Regions from separate parts of the Mus musculus genome. Here region 2 is linked to region 1. A link is a contact called in public promoter capture Hi-C data. All regions are on one chromosome and are shown on one strand. Each heading gives the region's core, a stretch centred on a gene start, on an enhancer-like site or on the middle of the called end of the contact. The rest is flanking DNA. Distances are from core to core; before and after follow the strand shown.

Region 1 (4,202 bases), core at 1,520-4,019:
CTCTGAGGAAAAGTGGCTGACTGTAAATTGGGCCCTGGAGGCTTGGGTCATTTAGATGCTCTCCACAGTTGTTAGGATATGTATTAAATTAATGTTAAATAATTAATAATAGTGCCTTCAAGACTCTCAAAGAATAGATCCTGTGAAGGAGACCATACATAATCAGGCAAGGGCCTTACTGCCAGCCAACCAGATCTTAGTGGGACAGAGCATTTACCTTCTACTAACTAGTAAACTGGCCACACTTCTGAATTAACTATCCAAGACTGGACCACAAGGAAATATTCAAATATTCAAAACAGCTTTATGTGAAGCAAGGGATATAGCCCAGTGGTAGAGCACGTGCCACGGGTTCAATTCATAACACACACACACACACACACACACATATGCACACACATGCACGCACACGCACGCACGCACGCACGCGCACGGTAGACTAGAAGCCAGGCTCCAAGATGGCCTCAGTGATCTCCATTTCCTGGTATTCTCTAGGATTCATACCCTCTTCCCACACTGTGTCAGTGTCCCTCTATAAGCAACAGAATCCAGCAGAGGTATGTCACTTTGAGGATCAATATTTATAGGGATGGCTGGAGCATGGGGCTGTCTTGGATCATCTTTTCTACTGTGGCCTGTGAAGAACCATGGGAGTGAGCCTAGAAGTGACGTTAGAGTACTCCCAACCCAGCCTTCAGATGATGGCAGCATCCTGTAGGTCTTACTCAGAACCTCCCAGCTTCCTGACTCACAGACAGCATTTTCGGGTGCTAAATTCTGAAGTGATTTCTTACACAGCAGTAAGGAAATAATTCAATTTCCTTCAGAGAACTGAGAATTAACCTTAGTTCCCATTCTACATCCATTCAAAATCAATGTCTCTGCTAATAATAAGAAAAAAATTATCATTCAGGCATTCAATGATCACTCTTTGAATGTCAAACATAAGGGAGGGTTTGCAAGCTGCCTATGTTTTCACATAATCTTAAAATCTATAAAAAGCAATGACCACAGAGGTACCAGTGTGAACGCAAGAACATATTTTGAGCTGTTCAATGTATCCATTTCATTAGTTTAGGCTTTATAAATCCCTATCACTTCCCGGTCATTCTGAGAGCTTAGGCCCAGCAAGTCACACTCTCCCATAGGAAATGTTACCTCCCACATGCCTTTCCCATCTAAGAGAAGAAGTAAAGTTAAGTCTCCCAATTCCACTCATTCCATTAATACTACGGAAAGGAAGAATTCATTTACTATTTTAATAGGAGGAAGAGACCCTGATCTCAAGTGCTAAGAACAATTGGAATGTCTGCAACTCGTGACTAAGTGGCAGCAGGAGCGCAGATACAATCGCTGCTCAAAATCCTGGTCACAGCTGAAATGGAGATGGGGGCGGGGAGGGGGGAGATGCAGTCTCTTCCTCCTCCCCACGGGACTTTGCTGTCTCTCAAAGCAGCAGGAGAGTATAGCAAAACGACCAAGAGCCTCCCTCTGCACAAAGAAGGTCAAAGGGCGAGCTTGCTTTCCGTCAACCACAAAACCAGCCACTGCCAAACCTAATCAATGTGGTTCGCTATAAGAGGTGAATGAAGCCCTAGACAGAAAACCAGAGACTCTCCTCTAGCCGCCGCTGAGGTCGGAGTCAGGTGACTCCTGGGGCAAACAGCAAACCTAAACAAAGATCACTCCCCACATGACCGACTGGGGAGAAGATGAGCAAGGCTGCTCAGACCCACCCCGGAAAACCATTAGCCATTAACTCTTGCTTTTTTTTTTTGCAGTCCGGGGAAACTGGAGGCGCCAACAAGTTATTCCTATTCTGCAGCTCCTCTTCAAGGAATGCACCTAGAGGGGTGAGGGACCTCATTCTCGGGACACAGAGGCGAAGTACCGCAGCACACGCCCCGGGTCCCCACATGCTTGCTGCAACCCGAACCCCTCCCCACCAGCTGTCACCCGCGCTCGGGGCCACTCTCAGCCAGGGAAAACACATGCCCTCTGGCCGCTTAGCCTGCAGCTGCGACCCCGCGGGGGCAGTGAGAGGACAGGCTTTGGCCAAGGGCTGTTGGGGCCAAAGCACGCCTAACCTCCGGGAAAGGGGCGCCAGGATGAGCGCGGCCCAGTGTCAGGGGTGGTCCTGGATCCATCCTCCTCCCGCTCCGCCCCAGGAGTCCCCAGCCCCAAGCGCCCCACCTTGTCACCGAAGCTGCGGGCCATCAGTAGGTCCGGGCTGGGCGTGCTGTCGCCTCCCACGGCCTCCTCGCTGCTGGAGCCGGCTAGCGGGTGCGGCATGTCGCGCAAGGACTGGGGCCCCGTGGACGGCAGGGCCTTGGGGGGCCCGCCCGCCATGGCGCGCAGCGCTCGGGACCCGGGCCGCCGCTTACTCCCGCAGCTCTCCGCCCCACTCGGCCCGAGGCCCTGCACTAGCTGGTGGTGGCAGCCTCCGCCCGATGCTTCTCCTGCCCGCGAGGCTGAGCTTTCCCGAGCGTTACACCACAGCTCCGTGGGCTAAGCCGCGCCAAACCCCAGCACCTCCGACCCTGCGCCCTGCTAGCAGCGCCACGCCGCCCACGGCTCTCAGCCCCGCCCCCGCGGAGCCTCTGCCCGCCGGGAGGGAGGGCGGGACGCAGGGTGGGGCGGAGCTTGAAGGAGGAGGCGGCCCGCCCCGCCCACCTCCCGGCAGGAAGTGCGCCCACTGGCAGCTTCGCTGGGGGCTCAGAAAGCATCAGTGTGAGTTAGGATCTTCCAGCCACACTGCACACGCAGAAAGAAATAAAAATGTGGAGCGTGTCTTAGTATCGTAAAGGGTTACGTGGCTCAGAGGAACTAGAGAACATCCAGTAGAAAAACTAGAAGGACATTTAAAGAGGCAGTGTGGTATGTCTTCAACTCCACACTGAAGTCCCCATACCGACTGGCTTCTGCAGCTAAGCGGGGTTTATGTAAGGCGAAACCTCAGAAGCATGAGCATCCGTAAATAGCGTGTGCTACAAATGATTTACGGTCCTGACGTGCACACTTAGCCAACCAGGTCTGCAAGAACCGTGAGGTCCTAGTTGTTTTTCACGCATTGATGGTTCCTATACTGGCCTCGGGCCGAACTGAATTCTCCAGAGCTTTTATTCGCTGCCATGGTGGAGATAGACTGGGCTTTACTTCCAGCTCTTTAAAGTATATCATTGTCCCCTTTTCCACTTACCTGTCACTGGCGCTTCAGTCTCGAAGGTCAAGTTAGAGGGTCATCTGCCCATCTAGCAAACACGTAAATACTGTGTGGGGCTCACTGTGAAGAAAGACATTTTTTCCAGTCCTTGAACTTCTTAGGTTTGTCCAGTTTTCCTGTTAAAAAATGGTGACAGGTTTTAACATTGGGATTCACAAAGGTCTCTCTCTATCTGTCACACTTTCTCTAAAAACAAAACATGTAGAATGCAGAATTGAAACCAACCCAAAATAACTACCAGAGTCTCATTTAACTTCAGTGGCCCCCTTCTGACGTAGTCCAAAGAGTTGAGCCCTTAGTACAGTATCCATTGTCTTTTATCTCCTCCAGAGCAGTCTGCCTTGGTTGGGAAAATAATATTGAAAGGGCACTAAACAGCAATTTTAAATGCTGTATCTGCCTCATGGGAGTGCTAGGGTCTGATCTCCTGAGTTGGGCAAAATTGTCACTTCATTTATATCTAGGAGCTGCCTAAAACTATTGCATACCCTATTATCTTCATTAAAGTAAACAATACAAATATAACTAGAAACGACTGATCTATAGATATCTGGCAGATCTTCTTCTTGAATATTGTTATTTATTTAAACAATTAGGCCACCTCAACATAATGGTGCTCTTAAGATTTCACAGAAGTAGGGCTGAAGAGATGGCTCAGTGGTTAAGAGTATTGACTACTCTTATAGAGGTTCTGAGTTCAATTCCCAGCAACCACATGGTGGCTCACAACCATCTGTGATGGGATCTGATGCCCTCTTCTGATGTGTCTGAAGACAGCGACAGTGTACAGTGTACTCATATAAATAAAATTTTTAAAACAACACTGCTTTTATACAGAACCTAGATTTGACAATGAGGTGAAGTGAAAGAACCAACTCCTCAAACGTTGTCCCTCTAACCCCTCACATGTGCACACAATAAAATAAAACTGTCTCCCAGCCTGCCAGGTAGGGAGAGGGACGCAGAGGGCCATCCATGA
Region 2 (4,006 bases), core at 1,232-3,731, 420 kb after region 1:
TGCTGCTTTGGCTGGATATATATAAGTGTGTGTGTGTATGTATGTGTGTATATATACATATACATATGCATATGGATACACATATACATATACCTATACATATCTTAAGGTTATAGAAAAGAAACTTGAAATCACTCTAATGCTTTTGATCTATCCACTTCTTTGCAAGAGACCTGTCCCCCTTGAGAGTTGAATGTGATGTGAACCTGCAAAGGTAGGCACTTTCTCGCTGCGTTGTTTTAAGAATGTCAAGGGTTCTGTAATATTTTATTTACTAGCCAGCTAACAACAGTTGCTACACCGGCACTGTCATCCACTGAAGAGTTAAGGATCTGAAGATACATAGTAACAAGTTCCAGAGCACCTTAGCTTGTAGATGAACCCTAAGATGTATTATTTCATTCACGAGGAGCTCCGTACATAAGCCATCCCCTAATCTGGCTCTTCTGTCTGTATGCACGTTTGAAAACGTCATTAAATCCAGGCACACCGGTCTCCTATGCTTCTGAACAGCCTTAATTTTATATAATTACATTTGAGGGAGCCAGTTTTCTCTTTTCCCAGATGAATGGCCTCTGTTAACATGACAGGTTTCTTTCTGAGATCCTAATGCGGGGATGGAAGTCAGAACTCCTCACTGTTGTTTTCTTGCCTCTCATTGCAGAGATCAGCTGTGGCAGCCCTCCTGAAATTCAGAACGCCATCTTGGTCGGGAATCACAGCTCCAGACAGGGGAGTGTGGCTCATTATGACTGTCAGGAGGGCTTTGAGAGTCCAGGAGGAAAGATCACTTCCGTTTGCACAGAGAAAGGCGCCTGGAGTGAAATCACTTATGCATGCACAGGTACAGACTCCTTTCTGCTGGCCTCCTGTTACCTGGGAGCAACACCAGAGGGGTCATGGAGTAATGGCTGCCTCTGGGTCAGCTCACCTCTCCCGTTTACTCGGGTAGGCATTTGGCTTCGGATCTACCAGCTTCATCTTGGTGATTTAGAAGATGGATTGGGAAAATATAATAAGAAGGAATTTTACACATCCATCTTTTGAAACACCATAATTCATTGTGTTTGTGTGTTTTGCCTTCTCTCCTTAGCCAGCTGAGAAAATGTATTCTATGAACCATTTTCTTGCAGGAGTATACCCTTAACACATTTTGATATGACATCTTTTTCACACAAGAGATGATAAAATTCAAGGAGTTAAGTCTTATCTAATTGCATTATACCGGTTTGTTTTCATTATGCAGTCCGTTGGTGTTGTGTACATCTACACCATGGTAGAACTAGTCTCCAGAACATCTTATCTTCTAAAACTGGAACCCATCATTTCTTCCTCCCCTCAGACGTTGGCACCCTGCCATTGCGCTTTCTATCTCCCAGGAATGAGACTACTGTAGGCACTCCATGGATGTAGGATCATATGATACTTGAGATTTTTTTTCAAAGCTTGGCTTATTTCACTTAGCATAATATTTTTAAGGCTCACCAACAATACAGGATATGCCATTTTCCTCACTTTTTAGAAGTGAAAAATATTCTATTGTATGTGTGTATACATGCATACATACATATATGCAACACTATCTTTTGTGTGTGTGTGTTTCTTTTTGTTTTTGTTTTTTTTTTTTTTCAAGACAGGGTTTCTCTGTGTAGCCCTGGCTGTCCTGGAACTCACTTTGTAGACCAGGCTGGCCTCAAACTCAGAAATCCGCCTGCCTCTGCCTCCCGAGTGCTGGGATTAAAGGCGTACGCCACCACACCCGGCTGCAACACTATCTTTTGTCTGTATCCGCTTTCACAGTACTAAGACTATACAAGTAGGCCACCATGACCTATCTTTTTATGGAAGTTCTGGGTATCGAACTTGGGACCTCACACTTGCGTGACAAGCACCTATGGTCTGAGCCATCTCCCCATCCCCAAGAGAGAATTTGATGACATCCATCCTGCCCATCTTTCCGTCCCACAGATAGATATTCGGTGCGCTCTGTGTGTGAAGCACACATTTGAAATTTACAGTGTGGTAGGAGAACCAGATCTCTCCTGAGGAAGTGCACATTCATATGTCCTTGTAATGGTTTGTAAATAAATTCAAAGCATTAGAGACTGCTGAAGCCTGTGGGGAAGGAACCCTGGGAGGAGATAGACAATGCTTACATTTAGCTATCGCCATCATACCTGCAAAAGATGTAGGCTGCGGAGTCAGGAGGAAACAGAAGGCAAGAATCCAGAGATGGAGGCCACCTTGTCTCCCTGGCCAAGCAGAGAAGCAAGGACACGCCAGTACCATCTTCCACTTTCTCTGAGGCCAAGCTCACGAGACTGATGGCCTCTCTGGCAGCACCTCCAGGACTTATCTGAAGGATGTAAGACAGCTTTCTCCCAGAACCGTCCCCCCAAGAAACAGCTTGTGTGAGAGAGCTTCTTACAGCCGTGGTCCCTTTGCCATGTGTACGCTGCTCAAGGTCCTCTGCTGCCACCATTCAGAATCCAGTGGGGGCACAAGGATTAGTCACTACGTGAAAAACCAGGGGATCTGCATGGGGCACAGTAAGCTATTAATTAGCTGGTCCTTGTACAGCACTTTGAAGAACAAACATGTTATGTAACCGCTAATTATAATTACTGTCCTCAGCCCTCCACCTTTTACTAAGTCTGTGGCTCCAGCTGCAGCTGTTTCCATGGGCTTATGCAAGCTTTGATTTCGGGAGAGAAAAAAGGCATTCTCCCTGGGAGCTGGGCTCTTTCTGCGAGGAGGCTCGTGTGCCCTCCGTCAGGATTGGCAGCTAAATTCGATTTTCACAGATAAAGGGAGTGATTTGCATGCTGATGAAGTCATGCATCTCTGGAGAGGTGGGCTGGAGAAGCTTCTGGAAGTGGAGCAAGAGGTGCTGGTTGTCATGGTTCTTGCCTAGCTGCCCCTCCTTTCCCTTTCCCCGTTTTTCATCAGTCTTACGACATCCCGACTCCCACCCCCCGTGTGTCTTGTATTTATTTTACTGTGTCTCACGGTTCACTTCTTCCCCTATCATCATCTTTCCTTGTAGTCCCTCCGTCTTCCCCTCTGTCTGTATGTCTGTGTTTAATTCCAAACTGGGGAGAATGGATTATCTGTACACAGATTGCTTTGAATTATTTTAAAATACTTTTGAGGCTCTGTGCCTCTGAGTTAGTGGCTCAGATCTGTCATGTTTTTAATGGAGTGCAAACTCTAACAAGGTGGTAGGAGGTGAGGTTTTTTTTTTTTTTCCCCTCTACGGCCAGTTTGAACTAGAAACTCCAGACAGCTGGGAATTAGGTAACTACTTTCGTGTCTGGAAAAACCCGAGGTGGAAGCTTCACATTAATGACTCAGTTTTACTTCAGGATCAAAGAGGCTGATTTGTTCCTGATAAGGCTGTCCCTGCTTCCATTCTGTCCAGGTCATTTGCCTTTTATGTTCTGAGTCTGGGTTAATAATTACAAGGTTAACACTCCACACTCCATCACTCCGTGTTCTTAGGAGAGCAACAACTCCGTCGAAACACTGACTGTTCATCTCTCAGGAGCCTTTCTGCATCCCGGAATCTGCCCTGGGTACTGCTGCAAATGCTACCAAGCTCCTGTTCCCCTCGTTACCTTCTTGGTTATCAGCCCTTCTCACCAGCCTAGCAAGTGCTCACTTGCAGCTAGGAAAGAAGGGCTGGCTGGGATAAATGGGCACAGTACTACATTAGCCACACTACTGGGCTGAGTCTGAATATGTCTGTACCATTTGGACGACTGACATTATTGCTGTGTCCCTGCACACCACCTTGCACACCCAGGGTTCTCTTGGGGCCCTTATGCTTGATCTCATTCCGTCCTCAAAACCTGTAAGACGAGTATTTTCAGTTCATAGCTGAGTGATCTGAGACTCATGGAGGTTAAGCAATTTCCTTAGGGTCATTCTGTAACCAGTACTTGATGGAGTTCTGATTTGAACCCAAGCCTGGAAGCCCTGGAATCCCACACGTCCCTCTTCATGC

Evidence for each region. Promoter capture Hi-C pulls out the DNA fragments that hold promoters and counts their contacts.
Region 2: a promoter capture Hi-C map of hippocampal neurons shows a contact between it and region 1, with 2.7 times the contacts expected there. The contact joins the enhancer-like site here to the promoter of Snx30 in region 1. A contact is called at or near these places in 5 of 39 promoter capture datasets (the 3T3-L1 cell line, 3T3-L1-derived adipocytes, embryonic stem cells and 2 more) and 3 of 115 datasets of contacts at active chromatin or transcription factors (the NIH/3T3 cell line, embryonic stem cells and neural tube).

What each region holds. Positions count from the first base shown.
Region 1 is chr4:59,804,217-59,808,418 of GRCm38.p6, reverse strand. Snx30 (sorting nexin family member 30) reads right to left here and starts at 2,769. Exons shown (of 9, transcript NM_172468.2): 1 at 2,194-2,769. The coding sequence starts at 2,349.
Region 2 is chr4:59,387,411-59,391,416 of GRCm38.p6, reverse strand. Susd1 (sushi domain containing 1) reads left to right here. Exons shown (of 17, transcript NM_001163288.2): 6 at 665-844. Among named protein-coding and RNA genes, the nearest start is that of Susd1, 49 kb to the left of the region's middle. Within about 2 kb of position 2,481, at least 85 of the 459 cell types and tissues checked have an H3K27ac peak or open chromatin away from gene starts, as enhancers often do. A contact at or near this core is called in hippocampal neurons and neural stem cells, where this site is marked.